Linked DNA regions of Mus musculus: region 2 is linked to region 1. A link is a contact called in public HiChIP or PLAC-seq data. All regions are on one chromosome and are shown on one strand. The core of a region is the stretch at or near the end of the contact, and the rest is flanking DNA. Distances in the headings are between cores, read along the strand shown. Region 1 overlaps Srcin1 (SRC kinase signaling inhibitor 1). Region 2 holds the start of Srcin1 (SRC kinase signaling inhibitor 1).

Evidence for each region. HiChIP or PLAC-seq counts read pairs in DNA pulled down with a chosen protein or histone mark.
Region 2: a contact with region 1 is called in an H3K27ac HiChIP or PLAC-seq map of embryonic stem cells, with 11 read pairs. The contact joins the promoter of Srcin1 here to the enhancer-like site in region 1. A contact is called at or near these places in 20 of 39 promoter capture datasets (the 3T3-L1 cell line, 3T3-L1-derived adipocytes, the C10 cell line and 12 more), 4 of 15 datasets of contacts at CTCF or cohesin (CD8 T cells and embryonic stem cells), 39 of 484 Hi-C or Micro-C datasets (the AML12 cell line, the G1E-ER4 cell line, LSK cells and 18 more), 24 of 115 datasets of contacts at active chromatin or transcription factors (the 230-238 cell line, the HPC-7 cell line, the SCID.adh cell line and 15 more) and 5 of 9 other capture datasets (adipose tissue, embryonic stem cells, liver and 2 more).

Annotation. Positions count from the first base shown.
Region 1 is chr11:97,508,995-97,514,735 of GRCm38.p6, reverse strand. Srcin1 (SRC kinase signaling inhibitor 1) reads left to right here. Exons shown (of 20, transcript NM_018873.2): 20 at 2,088-5,396. The coding sequence ends at 2,222. Among named protein-coding and RNA genes, the nearest start is that of 4933428G20Rik, 12 kb to the right of the region's middle. Within about 2 kb of position 3,230, at least 81 of the 459 cell types and tissues checked have an H3K27ac peak or open chromatin away from gene starts, as enhancers often do. A contact at or near this core is called in CD8 T cells, the G1E-ER4 cell line, the HPC-7 cell line and 11 more, where this site is marked.
Region 2 is chr11:97,572,332-97,578,364 of GRCm38.p6, reverse strand. It overlaps Srcin1 (SRC kinase signaling inhibitor 1), which reads left to right and starts at 3,239. Exons shown (of 20, transcript NM_018873.2): 1 at 3,239-3,397. The coding sequence starts at 3,376.

The DNA of each region.
Region 1 (5,741 bases), core at 1,981-4,480:
AGTGGAAGACCCTAAGGTGGTAGCAGAAGGGATGGGGTGGGGGCAGCAGGCTGAACCCAAAGCGAGTGGCAGAGGACACTTAGTCACCTGTGTTATGAGTTTATCCCCAGGCCCAGGTACTCCTGTTGTCGAGGGCGAGCACGGGTCACCCCTGGCCCGTGGCGATGGACACAGAATGCCGTGGGGTAGGATGCTGACTGATGACGTGGATCACAGTAGAGGAGATACTACTCAATCCACATGCTTGCTTGAGGCTCTCCTGAAGGGGAGGCACTGGCTGCCAGCCGCAGCTCGGGAAAGCCTATACAAATATCAGATGGGCCACTTGATGCCTGCTTGATCTCAGGAACCTCAGGGGGGGCGGGTCACTGAGGCCACACAGTTGTTTTCTTCTTCTTCTTCTTCTTCTTCTTCTTCTTCTTCTTCTTCTTCTTCTTCTTCTTCTTCTTCTTCTTCTTCTTCTTCTTCTTCTTCTTCTTTCTTCTTCTTCTTTCCCTCCTCCTCCCCCTCCTCCCCCTCCTCCCCCTCCTCCCCCTCCTCCCTCTCCTCCTCCTTCTTTTGTGTAGTCTTGGCTGTCACCTGGAACTCACTCTGTAGACCAGGCTGGCCTTGAACTCAAGAGATCCATCTACTTCTGCCTCCTGAGTGCTGGGATTAAAGGCGTGCACCACCACTGCTCGGCTCCCTCTTTTTCTTTAACATGGCTTTTGTTGTTTATTTGGTTTGGTTTGTTGAGACAGAGTCTCACTAAGTAGCCCAAAGCTGGGCTGGAATCAGCCTTAGATTTTCCAGAATTACAAGCATCACGACAACAGGATTTTTGCTTTGCTTTGTTTTATTATTTTCCATTTTATGTGAGTTGCTGTTTTTCCTGCATGTATGTCTGTGTGACGGTGTCAGGTACTTTAGAGCTAGAGTTTCAGGCAGTTGTGAGCTGCTGTGTGGGTGGTGAGAATTGAACCCGGGTCCTCTGGAAGAGCAGTCAGTACTCCTAACCGCTGAGCCATCTCTCCAGCCTTTGTTCTGGTTTTTTTATTGTTTTTTTAAAATCAAGGCTGTTTATTCATTTATCACACTGATAGCTAAACTCTAGGTGAGTCCCTGGTCACAGCTACAGACTTCGAGGCTGCCTGACTTGTGTGTCATCATTCCCCAGTGGTGACACCTGCTTAAAATGCACAGTCCCACCCCAAAAGTAGAGATGACTCTGGAAGGACTCCCTGGAATGTGACACATGCCACAGAATGTACCCTGGAGATGACACAGGTGGTTCTTAAGCCATACCTTGGAGGCCATGGCCCAAAGAACAAACCTGGGGGACAAATATAAAAGAAGTAAGGAGAGTGTTGTGCACGCGTGAGCACAGGGCATTCTGACTGGGAGGCAAACCTGGAGCACGGCTTGTGCCTCAGAGAATGGTCTCCAGCTACCTTAGGGGCACTTGGGACTGGGATGGGGGAGGGGCATGAACAGGGAGGGCCACAGTGGGGATCCCTGAACTGGGAGGGATGCTGGTGGTGGCAGGTGGCTACTCCCAGTTCCCAGATGGGGCTAGCTCATTCCAGCTTAGACCAGGGGCCTTCTGGTGAGGACTGGTCTCCCACAGAGGTCAGAGGCAGGACTTTTACTGCTGGGCTGAGCTACTGACCCCATCTGCCCTGGCTTTAGATGCATCCCTGTTGCTACTAACCATACACTTCTTCTCCCTCCCTCACCCCCCCTCCCACCCCCTGTCCCCTCTGCCTGTCCTGGGCTGGGTCTCTCTGGTGTCTCTTCTGTCTTCTGTCTTTCCTCTCTCAGTAACCATGGACTGAACCCCCCCTCCCCACTCTGCTTTCCAGGCCTTTGATCCAACCCCATGGCTCCCCTCAACCTTCTTTGTGCCCTGACGACACACTTCCCCACCCTGTCCCCCCCAGTTCAGAGGAGCACTCTCTCCAGCTGCCCCGCCCCCTCTGGTTCTCGCTTTTGCAGTTAATTGTCTCTTGGACTTGTGGAGTTTCCCCATTTTTCAACACTTCAGCCAGGAGCCAGCATGAAGGCTCTCCTTTGCTCTCTCTGACCCCTGACCCCTGTTTTTGTTCCAGGCCACTAAACCATCTAAAGAGGTGAGCGGTCCGAATGAGACCTCAAGCCCCGGCTCAGAAAAGCCCTCTGGTTCCAGAACCTCCATCCCTGTATTGACTTCCTTTGGGGCAAGGAATTCTTCCATCTCCTTCTAGAAGCCCCTCATGCCACCACCCCAGCCCGCCCCTCCCATACTCCCGCCATCCGTCCCTCCTTCCTTTCATGCCCGCTCTACCCTGCCCACTCTCACGCCTGAAAGGTTGCAGGGGGCATGGCCCTTTGCCCTCTCATCTCCTCTTGGTGTTTTTGGTTTTTTAAGCGATTTCCTTTAATTATCTTTCTTTTCCTTTTTTTCTTTTTTAAAGAGCAAATGAGAAAGCTAAAAACCAAACACACCAACTTCCCCTGACTTCCGGTTCCCTAGCGGCCTCTGCTCCGCCCACTTCCTGTCATCTTCTTCCCCTCTGCTCTTTCACCCTCCTCCCCTCCCCTCCCCCCAAGTCCATCCAAAGTTCCCACCTCCTCTAACTTCCCAAGAACACTTGGAACAAACTCTGAGCCACGGAGACTTGGAGCGGAGCGAGGCCCCCCTCCCGTTACTGGGTTCCTTCCTGGAGGAACAGATGGACAAGGACTGACCCAGCATCAGGCTGGACAATGGACAAGGGAGACCCTGGCCTTGGAGACGCCCACTGTCTGTCCAGCCTTCGAAGAGACAGAACTCTGCTGCTGGCCTGTGGTTTTTCTTTCAAACCAGGGTGGGCCTGGAAGCAGGCCTAGCTGGAGGGGATCCCCAGAGAAGAGGCCAAGGCTGGGTGTGAGGAGGGAAAGGGGGGACACTAGGTGCCAGGGGAGAAGCCGGCTCGCTGCTGCTCAGTGTCCGGCTGGTGCTAGCAACAGATGGAAGGAGGTCTCCAGGACACCTGTTATGGAAGGTGCTTCTGGGGACAGCCTGCCCCTGGGGATCTGCCTTGGGAGAGGGCAGTTCTGAGAGGGGCATCTGGTACTTTTAGTTCCCTAATTTAGCACTTTAAATGCCATTAACTTATTTTATGGGGGTGGGGTGGGGAAGATGGAAGGGCCTAGAAACATGTTTGGAGGGTGGGAAGGGTCTGGTTTGAGGGATACAGGGAGACGGGACGGGTGGGTGCAGTAAAGTCTCTGACCCCTAGAGGGCGCAACTTGACCTTCAGCCAGCCTCTATGATTTGAGGGTTTTCAGGGAAGGCATGAGATGCGACGACTTGCCGGTGGGGATCTGGTGACCACTTGTCAGGTGTTTGAGGGTCCCCAAGGCAGAAGAGCCAGTTAGTACTCCAGTCTGGATACCTTGCAGGGGTCCTGCACAGGACAGACTGGCTTTGAATGGGTCCAGGAGTCTAAGGGAGAGGCTGACTTGGTTCTGGCCTGGCCCCCAGCCGCTACAGTGGGGCCAGAGCAAGAAGGAAGAAGATCGGGAAGGTGGAGGGGCTTCCCTTTGGAGCACAAAGCATGTAAGCACAGAGGTGTGGTCTTGGGACCAGTCCCACAGTAGCACAGAGAGGAGCCATTGAAGGGACAGAACCCCAGGACCCTGGCGCCCAGCAGGGGAAAGCCAAGCGGCAGCTGTTGAGGGTTTGGGTTGGGAGGGAAAACTGGGTTGTGTTTCCTTTCTTTGATTTTGTTTATTTTTATTTCTATTTTTGTTTTGTTAGTTTGCTCTTGTTTTCTAGCTTTGGGTCATTTTTGTACTAAGGCAAGCAAGCCTTTTTGAAAAATAACAAAAGAAGAAGAAAAAAATCCCTCCCAGAAAAAAAAACAAAAACAAAAAACAAAACAAAAAACAAAAAAACCTAAAAAAAATAGAAAAAAAAAAAGGACCTCACAATGATGCAATTACTTTTAATTGCAAGCAACTCTTTACATTTAAGTGAAGTGTCTTAACATTTTATATTGTTTTAAAAATATATTTACATATTATATATATATAATATACGTAATATAAATATATATAAATATTTAAAAAAGAAAAAAAAAAAAAGAAAACCACAGCACACTCTCCCTGGCCACTGTCTGGCAGGGGAGGGGCTGGGGACAGGCGTGTGGCCTGGTTTCTGTAGTCCCTGTGGAGCAGTTTGGTTTGATTTGGCTGTACAGAGACCCCTGGCTTGGGAGGGGAGGGGGAGGGGCCCCTCCACTCCATTTCTCTTTGCTTGCTACTCTTTGCTTGCCCCCACACCCGCTCAGCCCTGAGACCTGAGTGTGCGCCCCTCCGTCATTGTCCTGAGTTGAGTGTCCTTTGTGGAGAGACAGGGAGGTGGAAGAAGTGACTATTCATGCAGGGGCTGCCCCACGAGCTCAGGCAAGGCCCCCGTGGGCTTTGCGTAGTTCTAGTTCTTCAATTTGGTTACTGCGCGAGTGTGTCCTGGAAGGAATTTGTATGGGATTGTGTGCAGCCTCTGTGTGTGTGTGCACACGCTGGCACAAGCCTACATAACTTGTGTGTGCACATGCATGGGTTGTGTGTGCATAGGCAAAACGTGATATTGTATGTGTGAAGCCTTGTACATGTATGTGAATGTGACCTGCCTGGTATCAACATGATTGTGTGAGGAGAGCCTTGGGAGTAAGGACGTGTGTGATGTGTGTGGACACGCCTGGCTGTTCACGTGAGGACCACATAGGGATGGGTTTAGATAACGTCAGCTGTGGGTATGGTTGTATGCAGGTGCAGGCAGGCGTGTGAGAGGGTCTCTGTGTGTGAGAGTACTCGTGTGCATGTGTGTGTTCCATCATCCCTGCACCACTCGCCCGGCACCCCTCCCAAGCTCCCCACCCCACCTGTCTTCTCAAAGCCCACAGCACGTCAATCCCCGCCCCCACCCCCAGCTGCATGCGCCTCGCCGCTATCCATCAGTGTGTGCTTGACAAGAGAAACTGCCACATCGGGGGACCCTGTACCTGGTCCCCTCACCCCTGCCCGCTGTGCTGTGATACTCGCATGGGGGGTTCTCTCTGGCCCCTTCCACAATATACTCTTTTCCCCAGGGGCCTCGGGCAAAGGCTCTGAGTGAGGTCCCAAGTGGGGCCCCCCAAGGCCAGCCCGGCTCCACACCCACCCGTCCACCCTGTAGGGCCTGTGTTGGTGTAGAAGTGATGGCGTCTGTGGATATTGTGACCTCTGTCAGTGTAAATTGACGATTTCTAAATGGAAAGGGTTGCTGTGTTTTCTGTCTCCTTTTTAATGTCCTTTCTCTCTTCCCCACCTCCCCGCTCTCTTCCCGTCCCTTTTGGTTTTTCTAGCCGAGTGTTGGGGCTTTAATAAAACTTGTTTCTTTTTTCTCTCCTGGATCTTCTTCCTGTGGGCTGTGCCTCGTTATTTCACTGGGGCATGGAAGGAAGTGGGGTGAAGAGCAGAGGGGTGGGGACTCTGAAGCCAGCATGCCCTGAGTTAGAGGGCATGGCACAGAGAAGGGACAGACAGGGCAGGAAGCACTTGATTCCTGCTACCATGGGGAAGGACACTGCAAGCGCCTTTTTTTTTTTTTTTTTTTTTTAATTTTGAGACAGGGTTTCTCTGTGTAGCCCTGGCTGTCCTGGAACTGGCTCTGTAGACCAGGCTGGCCTTGGCTCAGAGATCCACTACCTTCCTCTACATTCCCGGTGTGGGATTAGAGGCATGTGTTACCATGCCCA
Region 2 (6,033 bases), core at 1,990-4,489, 64 kb before region 1:
GGTCCCTGAAGGGTGATGGTCTGTGTTGTTCTTTGGGACTGTGGGACATTTGTTTCTCTTTAAAGTCTCTGTTTATTCTCGCACTTCCATGGGACCCCGGGGCTAGCTGTCCTGGGGTAGTGTATGTATAAGGTCTTTAGAGAGTAGTGTGTGTGTGTGTGTGTGTGTGTGTGTGTGTGTGTGAAATGTGAAGGATTGATTGATCATTATAACGTGACCCTAGTGACAGAGCAGGTGCTCAGCATGTGTGGGCTCTGGGGTCAATCCCAGTACTGAAAAACAAAGTTAACCAAGAGCGAAAGTGTGCTAAAGAAGCCAAGCCTGGCACCTAGCATCTGCGTTCCCAGCACTAGGGAAACTGAGGCAGGGGCTTGGGCGCTGAAGGACAGCAACGCTGTGTTTCAAAAACAAGAACGAAACAAAACAAAAAAATCAAGGCAAGAAAACTAAAAGGGAGTTACATAAATGAGAAGTTACTTAGTTACTTGAGCCTGACTACTTTGTCTTGCCATGGTGGATTTCCTCATGAAGCAGCTTCCCCGGGGGAGAGGAGGTGCTTTGTCCTGGAGACCTCTTTGGATCGGTCTAAGATTCCTATGTGCAGATTTTACCACCTTCTCCCTCTCACCCCCCAACCCCTGCAGTCTTTTTTTCTTTTTTAAACAGGGTTTCTCTATATAGCCCTGACTGACTAGGCTGGCCTCGAACTCAGAGATCTGCATGCCTCTGCCTCCACCGTGCTGGGATCAAAGGCGTGTGCCACCACTGCCTGGTTTCCCACCCTGGTTGTCTTGGCCAGTGGCTTGTTGGAGAGTCCAGGAGTCAAGTGTTAAACGCAGGAAAGTGTCCGAGTAATAGGAAGGAGAAGCATCTTTACAATTGTCACCTTGGAGAAAATGGCCAGGTCCTTGAGACTGAGAGAAGCCCCTGTCCTGACTCCCTGCTTCACTCTGGCCTCTGCTGTCTGCTAACAGCTGTGTGGGGATGAGATTTAGAGTGGTGGGTCTGGTCTCTGCTTCAGGCAGCCGCAGGTAAGAAGAGTGGACCGAGAAAAAGAGGCTGGGCGTCCCAGAGTCAGGCCAACCTGAGTCAAGTCTGAGTTGAAGGCTCTTGCACTGGTGCTTGTCTACACTTCTTGAAGCCTTACTTCATTTCCATTTTGTTTTGGTTCGTTGGCAGGGTCTCACCATGAATGCCTGGCTAGCCTAGAACTCACAGATGAAGACTGGACTGGCTTAAAATTTGCATAGATCCTCCTGCCTTCCAAATCTAGGATAAGAGATGTGCACCTTTATTTCTGATATGTGGCTAATGTGGCAAGATTAAATTAGAGACCATGGCTAAAGCCTGAGGATGCTCCTCCCCTTGGATGGGCATAGAATATGGATGGGAAAACATTGCCCCTTGGGTAGGGGTGATTTTGGATTGGGAAGACCCCAAAGGCAGAGGGGTCTTATAGAGCAGTGTGAAGGTCTGAAGGGAGGAGAGGTGTGTGCCAGACTCAAGGCTTAATAGCTGTGACCCCCTCCTGTGCACAAGGCCCGCTGGGTACTGATGCCTATCTTGGGCAGGCAGCCAGGTAGGGAGCTGGAAGGGTGCCCAGTGAGTGCCCAGAGGCCAAAAGATGGTCACCATCCAGTTGGCAGAGGGAGAAGCAGCTGGCCTAGAAGAGAAGTCAGGGTCTTAACTGCTTAGTGTTGTGTGCCCAGACCTTGTGTCCAGGACACAGCTCTTGGCTGCCCTCCTGAGATGACCAAATGGAGCTGAGAGTCCCCTCCCACTGCCTTGCCCTGCCACCTGAGTTAGTGGAACTGGACATTGATCTGTAAGGGGCAGTTGGGATCTTGCCCCTAGCTGGGCACGGGACTGGCTCAGAGGCAAGCAAGCCTAGGGGCGGGCAGAAAAGTAGGAGAGCCCAGATTAAGGCTGGGACTGGGTAGACCAAGAAGTGGGGAAACCGGTTTGTCATCTGGGCCACTTGGGGTGGGGTCTCCTCTCCTGAGCCCGGTCTGCCAGTCATTCTGCCAGGTGGCCTGTAGGGAAGAGATGCAGGCACTGGGTGGCATTTTCTTGACCATCTGAACTGCCTTTGGGAATGCCAGGAGTAAATAAAACGGGCAGAAAGCTCAGCCCACCTGCCTCTCTTGAAAAGAAGCTTCCGAGAGAGGGAACTGGCCACAGAACCCGAGGGAAGGAAGCAGGGAGAAGCCTGAGTTCCAAAGGTCATCGTGTGTCTGGGTCCGAGCTGGAGATGGAGAAGTTTGTATCATCCGCAGGTAGGCCCAGTAAGGTGAACCAGGGTGGGGCACTCCTCCTGGCGCACTACAAGCTGCTTTGGAGATGGCAAAGGTGTCCCCAGAAGAGGCGTGAAAAGACAGAGTCTGTGACGGCCTACTTTGGGGTCCACTTCAGAAGGGATCAGTGTCTCTTCAATCTCACGCAGTACCTGCTCACGCCTGCGGTAGGGGCAGGAATCCGAAGTAGGGGCCAGGAGGACGTCCAGCAGGGGGCGTCTGGGAGCCAGGTCCCTGGCCCAGTGGTAGCTGAGGAAGGGGGAAGGGCAGAGGTGAGGAGGCGCGACCATAGAGGGGTACGCTGCACTGGGGGTGGGGGGGGGTAGGTGTCTCGGCTCTCCAGGCGTAGAACGACTGTGGCGCTCCGAGGTCACCTTGGCTGGAGCGATCCCTGATTCTCTCGTCCCCTCCCCAGCCTCAAGCCCTGCTTCAACGAACCCGAAGTGCTTTTTTTATTTTTTGTCCCAAAGCGTTGAGGGTGCTTGGAGACCCAAAGAGTCACCTCCCCAGGTGCCTCTTTCGAGGCCACTCTGGGGTCAACGCATTTGTCTCTACCGCAGCAGGAGGACCGCTGAGGGTGGGGGAAGCAGGTGGAGTTTGGGGGGGGGGGAGGAGCGTGAGCGCGCCCCGCACCCTAGTCCGGGCGGCGCGCTGCGGGATCCGGGTGTGCTGCTGGAGGGCGCGAGGAGGCGCAGTGCCCCTTCCCTTCCCCCGCTCCCCGCCACCCCCGGCGGCCCTTTGTACCATCCGGCCACACGCGCGTGCCCGCATCGTGCGCGCTCCCGCCCGCAGTGACACACCCGCGCCGGCCGCACGCGCGCACTCGCGCGCACACACACAGAGACACACACACACACACTCGCTCTCGCACACTCGGTGACACGCCCGCGCGCGCGCGCACCCACACGCCCGGCCGCCGGCGCCCTCCCAAGCTGGTCCACCCCGGCGGGGCCCGCGCCCCCGGCCCGCCCGCCTGGCACCGCGCCCCGGGGCTGGGGCCGAGCGAGAAGCCCGCGAGGCGGCGAGAGGGCGAGCGCCAGGCAGGCCGGCCCGGGGCCCCCGCCCCCCGCGCCCCCGCCCGATGGGGAACGCTCCGTCCCAAGGCATGTCCCTGTCTCTCTCCTCCCTAATGTGCCTCCATGCTTAAGTGGAAGGTATTTCTGTTTTCTTTGTGTGTTTTCCCCTCGGCCGGGGGCGGGGGCGGCGGCCGGGCCCGGGAGGCGGCGGCCGGCCGGGCGAGGGATGCTCTGGGCGCAGGTGTTACGGGGGGCAGGGTACCGCTGCGCGCCGGGCTGGGACGGGCCAGGGAGGGAGAGCGCAGGGAGCAGAGAGGGTCTGGAGCCGGCGAAGCTGGGGACCCGGCGGGAAGGGCCTCGCGGTGCCCGGGGGGAGGGGACCTGGGGTTACAATGTAAGGGGGAGGGGTGGGTGAAGGGGGATGGCGAAGAGAGTCGGGGGGAGGGGAGGGGTCCATGCGAGGTGGAAGCTAGGGTTGTTGAAGGGGGAAGGGACAAGGGATGAATGCAAGAGAACCACATCCCGCCTCAGCTCTCAGAATGGGGTGCAGGCGCTGGGCTGGTAGTGCTGGACCCTTCGTGCCAGTCCCTCAGGGAAGCAGCGGACTGAGAGCGCTCTGGGTTTGGTTGTGTTGCCAGGATACAAAGCTGCATTCTACACCCCACCCCCTGCACCTCGAGGCCCTAGCCCTGGAGACCTCCTAGCCTCCACAGGAGTTGCAGAAACTGGGGACCTGCTCCCGGCTTGCTGGGTGGTGGGTAGGGAGGGCCCTGGAGAGGGAGGGATCGAGGGAGGGGCTTCTGGATCTTAAATCCTCCCCTTGCAGACGCAAGGGGTAAAGAAGGGCGCCCCCAGCTGGGTAGGGCGTCCGGGGTGATGTGGAGGTGGGGACTGCAGGGGGCTGGAAAAGTAGAGGGGCGGGGCTGGGGAGGGGACTCGCGTGGCCCCCCCTCCCCTCCCACGCACCCCCCTGCTACGTCAGAAGCTCCTGGGCCAGCTCCGAGTCCTGTCGGTGGGGGCAGCAGGATGCTGGTGGCAGTAGAGGGGGCCGGCCGGGTGCCTCCGCAGCTCAGCTGGCAGGGCCCTGTGGGGCGTGTGTGGCTGCTGGTGCGCGCCCCCAGCCCCACGCCTCCCCATGCAGCCCTGGCAGTGCCTCCGGCGCTTCGCCCTGGCCTGGTGGGAGAGGACCGCCGAGGGTCGCGCCCGTTCTCCCAGGGAGGAGGTTGGACCGAGGGACCCTGGGGGCCGAGGGGAGCCAGGTGAGCCGGATCAGTACCTCTTAAATGTTGCCAGATCTGTGGGCTCTGCAGACCCCAGCTTTGAGAGAAATGGGGTTCTCAGTTGGGGCTTCCCGGCTGCAGCCTCTCAGAAGGTGTTTGGGATAAAGGTGGGAAGTGAAGAAACTGTGTAGATATCAGTTGTAGGGAGGGATCGGGCTGTTCATTTGGGTAGGGTTCGTGCCCTTTGGGATGGGGTGATAAGATACCTTCCTCTTCTCTGGTCATCTTTGCTATGGGTGACCTTGAGCCAATTGCTTGGCTAACTCTGTGCCTCAGTTTCTCATTCCCTTCCCTGTCTCTGGCTGGTCTTAAAAATGATGATGTCTCTGATAGAGCTAGTCACTGTGGAGATGAGAGACTGTCATCTCTGGTGGCAGCTGGGATGGACGGTGGTTTCTAGCACGGCTGGTGTGTGTTTGTAACTGGACGCCACTGTGGCATATGGGTTTGGGGTTTGGTTGATGGTGGCCGGTATGGAGTCACTCTGGATAAATGGTCAGGGTGGGATGCAGCCAGAAGGAGTGCTCTTGGTAGGCTGGGAGTTGGGATAGTGACTTAGCCTGGTATAGAAGCAAGGGTGAGTGAGGGCTCTGGACATAAGGGGAAGGGGCTCCCCCACCCACCCCAAGGCTGTCTGGTACCCAGGCACCATTGGCTGCAAGTGTAAAGGCTTTGCCCTGGCTTCCTGCCACTCTGCCTTGGGGACAAGAGGGTTTTTGTCCAAAGCTGCCCCCTAGTCCTGCGTTCTTTCTTCCTTCCCTGGGAGGTTAGTTCTCAGATACCAATGACCCTGGGACTGAGGTTCGGGTGGGTTAGAAGAAACAAATGTAGCCTCAGGCTGGGAGCAGGGAGAGCAGCCTCGCTAGGGGAAGGGTCCCCTGGAACAAGCTCTTTAGAGACGTGCTCCCATTTCTGCCTTTCCCTCGGCCCCTCTGCTTTCCTCTCACCTAGCAGAGGAGGTAGGGGGCTCTCTGCCCTTACTTATATAGCCTCTTAAAAGGTGAATGGTGACCTACCAGATGCATGGTCCCTCTGAGTGTCCCCCCTGCCTGTCCAGGGACCCACCCAAGAAAAGGGTTTAATTAGAACCATTGATTCTTTTTTGGCTGCGGGCATCGATCTCAGTGGTGTGGTCAGAGCAGTGGCTGGGGGCAGGGGTGGCACAGCTGCTGTCTGCCGAGTGCTAACCTTGGCATTCTCTGCCAAAACCCCATCCCTGGAAGTGCTGAGCAGGGTTAGGGCTGGGCTCTTTCAAGCCCCCACCTCCACCCTAGATCAACTCAGCTGAGGGCTGAAACAGTTAGGGACTGTGTTCAGGTTAGAGGAAGGGTGGTCACATAAAAGGACCTCTTTCAAGTGAGCTGGGGGCACAGCAAGAAGCAGTGGTGGTTGAGAATATCCATTCTATTTGCGGGAAGTCTGGAGGAATGGAGTGGCCTGAGA